Linked DNA regions of Triticum aestivum: region 1 is linked to region 2. The links are chromatin contacts, called in public Hi-C maps. All regions are on one chromosome and are shown on one strand. Each heading gives the region's core, a stretch centred on a gene start, on an enhancer-like site or on the middle of the called end of the contact. The rest is flanking DNA. Distances are from core to core; before and after follow the strand shown.

The links. Hi-C and Micro-C count contacts between places; a contact is called where the count stands out from the background.
Region 1: a contact with region 2 is called in a Hi-C map of leaf, with 5 times the contacts expected there. The contact joins two enhancer-like sites. A contact is called at or near these places in 2 of 5 Hi-C or Micro-C datasets (both in leaf).

The regions. Positions count from the first base shown.
Region 1 is chr6A:210,626,665-210,632,010 of IWGSC CS RefSeq v2.1, forward strand. No RefSeq gene overlaps it. Among protein-coding and RNA genes, the nearest start is that of LOC123127288, 25 kb to the left of the region's middle. Within about 2 kb of position 1,782, at least 7 of the 8 cell types and tissues checked have an H3K27ac peak or open chromatin away from gene starts, as enhancers often do. A contact at or near this core is called in leaf, where this site is marked.
Region 2 is chr6A:210,315,264-210,320,063 of IWGSC CS RefSeq v2.1, forward strand. No RefSeq gene overlaps it. Among protein-coding and RNA genes, the nearest start is that of LOC123130565, 66 kb to the left of the region's middle. Within about 2 kb of position 1,933, at least 8 of the 8 cell types and tissues checked have an H3K27ac peak or open chromatin away from gene starts, as enhancers often do. A contact at or near this core is called in leaf, where this site is marked.

The DNA.
Region 1 (5,346 bases), core at 532-3,031, 310 kb after region 2:
ACCGCTGCCAGCCTCTCACTAAGGAAGGAGTGAGAGCTGCCAGAATCCAAGAGAAACACAGCTTCCTGCCCTGCAACCTAACAATGCAGCTTAATAGCATTGGTAGCCAGATCAGCTGACTGAGTTTCAGCAGATAACACCATCAAATCTACCTCACTGTCATCAGAATCTGCAGTATCACCAGCACAAAATTCCAAGAGCTCTTGCACCACATGAAGTTGAACTGTGGTGTTACATTTGTGGTCCCGGCCTCATTTTTCACCATAGATGTAGCACAAACCTTTGTCCCTTCTATATGCTTTAAGAGTTGCTAGCTTGTCATCAAAAGGAGAAGTCACTCATTGTGAATCGGTATGTTTTGCTTCTGCTAGTGTCTTGTATTCAGATTGTTGCTTATACTGTCTAACTAGAGCAGAATAACTGGAGCGCTTGTTGAGTTGTCTTTGGGTGAGTTCAGGTTCACTGTCACCCACCTCCTCATGTACAACAACAATGGAATATGATGTATCCAAATCATGGGCGGCGTTGAACAGCCACCACCATGCGCACATTGAATTTTAATCCATCCACAAACCTAGTGGGTGTAGTGCAGCATATCTGGTTCAGGCTCGTACGCGGATAGATGATCCATAAGTTCAGAGAACTGCTTGATATACTCTTCTATAGCTCCAGTCTGATGCAAACGATACAATTTACACACTAGTGTTTGGTGCCGATTCCGGCCAAACCGATTGAGCACAGCAGCACAAAATTCTTCCCAAGAGGATCGTACAAACTTGTGTTGTACAGAAGAAAGCCAATGCACTGCCGGCCCTTCAAACTGCATCGCGGCCACTGCAATCCACAAATCAGGATTGGTGTCGAACATGTCAAAATAATCCTCGCACAGAGTCTGCCACAACTTTGGATTTTCTCCATCAAACCTCAGAAAATCGACCGATGGTAGTTTCCCATGCCCAGAATGTCCCGACGAAGACGATGAATCACTCCGACGCTCGCGATTCAGCAAACTGGAGAAGGAAGATGTTCGGCGGGGTAATTCTGCTGTACCTCGAGATGGAGGTGGAATGTACGATGCAGATGTTCATGTACCCCGAACTTGCGTGGATGCACGAAGCCCCGTGACGCCTGCATCTGGCGGCCCCTTCGGCGAGCGCTCGCACCCCTCCATCTCTCTAGTGCGGAAGGAGGTGCCCTTGGCGATGCGCAGGTCCTGGATCTGCTTGAGTAGCTCCGCCTCGGCGCCATTGGTGTACGCCTGGAGGTCATTGACGACCGTCTCCATCGCCGCCTCGACGGCCTTATCGACCACCGCTCCAACAGAGCGCGACACCGCTGCCTCCACTGCGCTCCCCACGATCTTCACAATAAGCGCGTCGAGCTCTTTCTGGTGGCGGAGATGAGCCACCTCGCTTGCCTGAGTAATCGTCTCATAAATCGCCTCGCCCTCAGGCGTTAGGTGATCCATTAGTTCCTGTCGCCGGCGCGCCGCTGCTGCCGCCAGCCGCGTGTCGTGAGTATTCTCCAGCGTGGATGAGGAATTTTTGGCTCTGAGTACCAATTGTTAGCAACTAGCTACTAACCTCAAGGAATTGCTTTGGAGGAAAGGGGATCAAGAGGGAATTGCTTCAGTATTCGAATTGCAGTAGCTAGTTACAGGTTTCTCCCCTTACAAGCTGACGGCAGAGCCGTTCAACCAATGGCCGAGTTCCACATCCTCTTGATGATGCGACATATATACTACCTAGCCCACTTGTTCGACGCGTAACACTTAGCTGGTTGCCTTCGTCTCTTCTCGGGCTAGCATTCTTCCTGGGTCGCTACTCCTGGGCCTGTGGCATGTCCTGGGCCCTTAACACACTCAACTTTGCGGATTCGACGTCCGGTGTCCGCTATCGGGCTCTACGCCGGCGACCATGAGGCGGCGGGGCATTCGTCGGGCCCTGGGCATGCTGGCGCACGCGTTCTCGCCGACTAATTAATGGGCGATTCTACCTGGACGCATTGGAGGCGTGGGTGCTCAGCGGCTTCGTGTTGCGTGCGTCACTGGACGCGGCTGTCGATTAGGCTGGTCATAGCGGGGAGTAACTTAGACTAGTAACATACATATGTTACTAGTCTATGTTACTACCTTCATAGTGGGTAGTGTCATAGGTGTGGTAACATAGTTGTCTTTATTTATTATTTTGTAGACTCATTATGCATTGGAAACCGCTATGTGATGGTAATATATTATGTTACTCTATTTGCCTCTCTCCTCATTAACTACTTGCCACATCATCATTTTTACTTATGTGGCATCTATGTTACTACCTATGTTACTCCCACTATGACCAGCCTTAGGGATCGGTGGCGGGTGCACGAGATGGACGACCTGCTCCGGTTTGGCTACTCGGTGGAGAATGACAATCATGCGCGGATGCGCCTGACTATGACGTCGCGGGAGCTGACCAACGACGACGTCGTCACGGGACCCAGAGCCTGTACGAGAGCAACTCAAACTTCAAGGTCGTCGCGCCGCCGGCGACGAGCTGCAGGGAAATCCACAGCGGGTCTGCGGGCTTGGCTGGCGTAGCGCGCACAAGCGTTTGTGTGGGTAGTTTCTCATCGATGGGCGACCTTTTTTTCCAAACTTTGTGAGCAATTAAACACTGGTCACTGGGTGTGGAAGATAGGGTATATTATATAACAATATATATATATATATATATATATATATATATATATATAGGAAAATCACTACTACCATCGGTAGTAGTTACCCCCATGCCCAATGCCGTTTGATCTCGTCTCTGATGGCGCTTTGATTAACGGGTTTGGTTCTGGAACTTTTTTTCTCTCCACCCGATAAAGTAATCAACCGTGTAGTTCCTATTTTCATGCATGGATATAACTATGTCACGTCCAATAGACACCTAACAAATCTGGCTGCCGGCAAGCAGTACGTTCTATGGCAGCTCACCATATTAGAAAAAGAGATCCGATACTTACGTGAATCAAATTTTGTTGCGGCCGTGTTGGCAATCCCAGCCGACTGGGATTATGAGCGTCGATGCATGTTACAAGGTATTCATCCGGCGGACAAAATCTTTCAAACTTTTCCTGATTGTTTTTTCAATCAAACTGAATTCTTCGATCAGCAGCCATGGCCGATGTCAACCATGCATATACCCCTCCATGCATCAAAATTTCAGGACCTTATGCATGGCGCACCATCGTGGAGTCGTTGCCGCCGACGACACAGCCGTCGTCGAGTTGTGTCCTCCACCGACGACACAGCCACCGTTGAGTTGCGGGCTCCGCCGCGGCGGCCGTTGAAGAGCTCACCGTTGCTGGATCATCCCCATGTTGTCAAACGTTCCAAAACTATCACTACGTTCAGCACTTCTGTGAATTCCAATCCAGATCTCATGTTATAGATCAGTATATGTACATGCATGGACATGCATCATCACTTCGTGTTAAACTTGTTGGGGAACGTAGCAGAAATTCAAAATTTTCCTACGTATCACCAAGATCAATCTATGGAGTCATCTAGCAACGAGGGAGGAGTGGATCTACATACCCTTGTAGATCGCGCGCGGAAGCATTCAAGAGAACGGGGTTGATGGAGTCGTACTCGTCGTGATCCAAATCACCGATGATCCTAGCGCCGAACAGACGGCACCTCCGCGTTCAACACACGTACGGAGCAGCGACGTCTCCTCCTTCTTGATCCAGCAAGGGGGAAGGAGAGGTTGATGGAGATCCAGCAGCACAACGGCGTGGTGGTGGAAGTAGCGGGATTCCAACAGGGCTTCGCCAAGCGCTGCGGGAGGAGGAAGATGTGTCATGGGAGGGAGAGGGGGGCGCCAGGGCTTAGGTTAGGTTGCCCTCCCTTCCCCCCACTATATATAGGGCCAAGGGAGAGGGGGGAGGGCGCAGCCTTGCCCCTTCCTCCAAGCAAGGGTGCGTCCAAAGGGGGGAGGAGTCCATCCTCCCCAAGGCACCTCGGAGGTGCCTTCCCCCTTTAGGACTCTCCCCTCCTCTTGTCCCTTTGGTGCATGGGCCTCTTGGGGCTGGTGCCCTTGGCCATGTAGGCCAAGGCGCACCCCCTACAGCCCATGTGGCCCCCCAGGGCAGGTGGCCCCACCCGGTGGACCCCTGGGACCCTTCCGGTGGTCCTGGTACAATACCGGTGACCCCGAAACTTGTCCCGATGGCCGAAATAGCACTTCCTATATATAATTATTTACCTCTGGACCATTCCGGAACTCCTCGTGACGTCCGGGATCTCATCTGGGACTCCGAACAACTTTCGGGTTACCGCATACTAATATCTCTATAACCCTAGTGTCACCGAACCTTAAGTGTGTAGACCCTACGGGTTCGGGAGACATGCAGACATGACCGAGATGACTCTCCGGTCAATAACCAACAGCGGGATCTAGATACCCATGTTGGCTCCCACATGTTCCACGATGATCTCATCGGATGAACCACGATGTCAAGGACTTAATCAATCCCGTATACAATTCCCTTTGTCTAGCGGTACGATACTTGCCCGAGATTCGATCGTCGGTATCCCGATACCTTGTTCAATCTCGTTACCGGCAAGTCTCTTTACTCGTTCCGTAACACATCATCCCGTGATCAACTCCTTGATCACATTGTGCACATTATGATGATGTCCTACCGAGTGGGCCCAGAGATACCTCTCCGTCACACGGAGTGACAAATCCCAGTCTCGATTCGTGCCAACCCAACAGACACTTTCGGAGATACCTGTAGTGTACCTTTATAGCCACCCAGTTACGTTGTGACGTTTGGCACACCCAAAGCACTCCTGCGGTATCGGGGAGTTGCACAATCTCATGGTCTAAGGAAATGATACTTGACATTAGAAAAGCTTTAGCATACGAACTACATGATCTTTGTGCTAGGCTTAGGATTGGGTCTTGTCCATCACATCATTCTCCTAATGATGTGATTCCGTTATCAATGTCATCCAATGTCCATGGTCAGGAAACCGTAACCATCTATTGATCAACGAGCTAGTCAACTAGAGGCTTACTAGGGACATGGTGTTGTCTATGTATCCACACATGTATCTGAGTTTCCTATCAATACAATTCTAGCATGGATAATAAACGATTATCATGAACAAGGAAATATAATAATAACTAATTTATTATTGCCTCTAGGGCATATTTCCAACAGTCTCCCACTTGCACTAGAGTCAATAATCTAGTTCACATCGTCATGTGATTAACACTCAAGGTCACATCCCCATGTGACTAACACCCAAAAAGTTTACTAGAGTCATTAATGTAGTTCACATCACTATGTGATTAACACTCAATGAGT
Region 2 (4,800 bases), core at 683-3,182:
TTCATTTTTTCCTCTAATAATATATCATCCATGTCGTTCTCTTACATTGTACATAGTATGTCAACACCTACAATCATTAATTCGGACCTATATACCATCTAAGTAAATGCAAGCATGTTTGACTGACTACTTTTCTGCGGGTAGTATGTTCAATTGAATGTGTGTATTGATTAACAAAAAAAGTAAATATATGTTGAAGTTTGACTGTATTAGAAAATAAAGTCTACAAAGCAAACCTCCGTTGTCTGGAGAGTCTTTTGCTAGATGTGAATGAAACCTACATGCTATACATGCAAAAATGTTACTGAACGAAGTGACTACCGTGAGTTTTTTTCAAGGGCCTGGCTCACTTCCAGTAAGGCATAGCTGTAAAAAAGCCATAATGGCATTAAAAAAGGTATAGCTGTAAAAATGTACAAAACAAAAGTACAGATAACTTCCATCCTGTAATAATGAATATATTTTTCTCTGAATAGTAGAATGTGAATACCAATGCTAACAAAACTGAACCTGGAAAAAAATTGGAGTGAATTGGGTCATGCCGATAGGCTTAGGGAGCGACTACCCTGTCGCATTTCCCCAGAACCTCATCTTGCTCTCCATGCTCTCCCCTTCTTCCTTACTCCTTACACCAATGCCGCTACTTAGTTTCCTCCCACTTCTCTATCGCTCTTTTTGCACCACCACTGCCACGCCTCTTTCTTCTCTGCTGTTGGTGGTGGCACAACCATCACCGTCGCTTTTGGAACTCCACTTAATTATTAAGTATACCATGAGTAATGCATTGTCCCAGATTGAGATTGATCATTTTGTTGCATTGACAAAATAATCTGTATTTGGGATATTTAAAAAAATAGCAGCTGTAAAGATATTTTGTGCAACAGCAGCGATAGAATTCTGATTGATCACCTTGGCATCCCCATATGAGTTGCCTCCTCCGACCATGATGACACCACGCCGCCGCTAAATTATAAGCTAGCTTTACCCCATGGTGTTCACCTTGTGAGAGTTTAACCATCTTCTAGGCCTCATCGGTGAGGGGATGGTATTCGGCGGTCACCTTTAGGCAATTTTATCAGATGGCTAATAATATGCCAATTGAACCACACACAGATGAAAAATCCCATATATCTGTCCAGATATGAGGGCTGATGGCATCCCTGATGATCACTAACAAGAATGGAATATTCCAAACGGAAACTGAAGGGATCAAGATTTAACAGAAGATCAAACCTGATAATGTAGCATGCAGCGGCTGGAGACTCCTGACACACGCCTCCGCTGCTGGTCAACCACGGGTCAGCAGCGCCGGTGCGTGCCGACGGAAGGGATGAAGAGACCGACGAGACAATGTACATGTGCAGAGAAGCTCCGGCGGAAGGAGCCGCACATAATTGCCAGGCGGAGGATTGGATTCGGACAGCTGGTTGCCATGGCTTCCTTTCATACGTGACGGTGGAGGGTAAGATGGGATCCGCACCGCCCCCCGCCGCTGCCTCCTTCAATCCATGACGGTAGAGTGGCTCGGACGGTCGTCGCCCGGGGGCTCGGGCTATGGCCAACCTAGAGAGGGAGGGCGCCGCGCGGTCGCGAGGAGAGGAGAGAGCCGGGTCGTTCAGGTTTGTGCCAAAGAGATCTGGAGATGAGATGGACAGGTCGGGGAGAAGGTGGAGAACGTGTGGGTTATCTCGATTTTTTCGCTACCATGGAACGTGGGGTTCTATTTCCTGCGATTTTTGTCGAATAAGGTGGAGGTAGCGAAGGCGAGGTCGAACCATCGATCGAGGTTGAACCATCACGACGTTCGATCCTTCTTTAATAATAGAGATGTTTACCGCTGTTACTAAACACAAACAACAAGTAGCTTGTGTGGTTGGCTGCACCTGCACGCTAACGGGAGGTGGTGAGTTCGAAGCTTGCAGAGACCAATGTTTTTTTTCCTTCTTTTGCGAGCCTTTTGGGTTCACTGGTGTGCGTGTTTCGTGGGCCGGCCCAGCGCGGGGCGCTGCAGGCGCCAGGACCGCGAATCTCCCGAGCCGAGCATGTGTAGTGAAAATGTGAGATAAAGAGGTAATGGGCTGACGGTCGCGAGCGTCAGGCTGTTGAGCCTTCGCTGAACAGCACCGCGAACGGGCCGGCCCAGTTAGAGCTACCAAAATCAACGAGCGTACAAAAAAGTCACCAGGAAACTGTTGCGCAAGCAAGAGAACTGGAACTCGTGAATTACGACTAGTGTATAGCTCTTCCAAACCAATAGACCTGACGTGTTCTAGTAATAGATTTCCGGCGCACGACTATAAGAACAAAATTACATCGCCTGATCAATTGAAAATTCGTTTCTCTTTTCAAACTTTTCAACATTTCTTGGGGAAAATGAAAAGAATCTTATTTTTTAAATAGAGTTTGAAATCGTGATTGTTTTTTCTAAATTTGATCAAACTTTTAAAAACGTCAACATTTATTCAAAACATGAACAATAAATCAAATTTCAAATGATGAACAATTTATAAATATACATTGGACATTTTGTGATATACGCTGAACAATTTTGAAATACACACTAAGCATTTTATAATATACGCTGAACAAGTATTTAAATACACATTGAACATTTTGGTGACATACGCTGAACAATGTTCAAATACTGATTGAACATTTTGTGAATATGTGTTGTACAATTTTAAAGTACACAATGAACATTTTCTTAAGTATACGATGAACATTTTCTTAAGTATACTCGTGAATTACGACTAGTGTATAGCTCTTCCAAACCAATAGACCTGACGTGTTCTAGTAATAGATTTCCGGCGCACGACTATAAGAACAAAATTACATCGCCTGATCAATTGAAAATTCGTTTCTCTTTTCAAACTTTTCAACATTTCTTGGGGAAAATGAAAAGAATCTTATTTTTTAAATAGAGTTTGAAATCGTGATTGTTTTTTCTAAATTTGATCAAACTTTTAAAAACGTCAACATTTATTCAAAACATGAACAATAAATCAAATTTCAAATGATGAACAATTTATAAATATACATTGGACATTTTGTGATATACGCTGAACAATTTTGAAATACACACTAAGCATTTTATAATATACGCTGAACAAGTATTTAAATACACATTGAACATTTTGGTGACATACGCTGAACAATGTTCAAATACTGATTGAACATTTTGTGAATATGTGTTGTACAATTTTAAAGTACACAATGAACATTTTCTTAAGTATACGATGAACATTTTGATATATAAATATGCAATGGAATGTGTATAATACACGAAAAAGAAACACAAAGAAAAAAATAAATACGAAGAAAAGAAAAGAAATACAAACAGAAAAAAAGAAATGAAAGGAACAGGAAAAATAAGAAAAAGCATCGCGACCGTGGGCCGGCCCAAATAGGGGGTCTGGTGTCCAGGCTTCAGCGGAGCCACCTCCTTTTGACGCCTGCGGGCGTCAAATAGGATCTGCCCGACTCCCATTGTAATGACCAGGCGAAAGGAGAGCTTCTATTGGGACGTCCACTGCATCCAATATAGCATGCACCGCGTAGGGGACCATGGCTCGGCTGGCCCACTAACATAGAATCGAAGCGAGTTGAGCACAACAACGCGATGCCAAAAATCCTAAAAGAGGGCGCTTGCTAGAACTCGAACTTGCGACCACAAGAACTGACCGCATGCACCACTCGAATTGATGGTTGCTGGTGACTAGCATGTAGCACGAATCTTTAAGGATAGACAACAACAACAGAGTCAAAATCATTTATTGTAAAGTTTCAAACATTTCTTGGAAACCATGAACAATTTTGAAAACATAATTTGTTTTCCGAAATTCCATTTTTTAAATGTGAACAATTTTGTAATTCCAAACATTTTTTCAATTTGAAAACAAATTTGAAAACACAAGAATATTTTTCAAAATTATGAACAAACAATGAAACTGTGAACATTTTTTGAAACTCCTGAACAAAAAATAGGAAAAGGGGACATTTTTTAAAATTGGGCACCCAATTTCAACCGCAGATATTTTTTCAAATTGCTGAATATTTTAGGAAATCATGAAGTATTTTTGAAAAATGAAATATTTTTTGACATTGTGAACAAAATTTAAAAACTACAATTATTTTCTTAATTTCTCAAACATCTTTTAGATTGTGAAAAAATGAGAATATTTTTTCAATTAATGGATAATATTTCAAAAATTTAAACAAGTTTGAAAAGGAAAAAGCAAACTTGAAAACGAAAACAAAAAAGGAAAAAGGAAATTTTAAAGAAAAACAAAGAAAACAAAAAAAGGAAAAGAAAAAGGAAAGCGTAAAACGAATGGAAATAAAATAACAAAAAAGGAAAAAATATTAAAAAATGGCCTGCCCTGTCAGGGGCGACCTCTCCGGAGCCCCGACAGTTGGCTGCGACGTGCGGCAAATAGCGTATTCCTAAAAAATTGCAACACATACCGCCAAAGACCCATTTTATGAGCAACCTAGCAACTGGAGCAGCAATAGCTCAAGGCCGAGAGGAGGAGAACGTCAAGCCCACTAGACCAAGGCGGGAGAGAAAGCTCAACCACAAGTTCGCGGGCCCCCAGTGGGTTTCGTACATGTTTTGAGCCCAAGGAGTGTAAGTGAATATATAAAGAGAGGCTGTAGACGGCGAGGGTATCCTGGCTTGGATCAAAAGAACCACGGCGGCTGTAGCGTATCTGTTCTTTCCTGTATCTCTTCTTCCTCCTCGAGACCATTTGTAATCGCCACAATATTTGATTCCTCCATTGATCTATGAGAGAGTAGTAC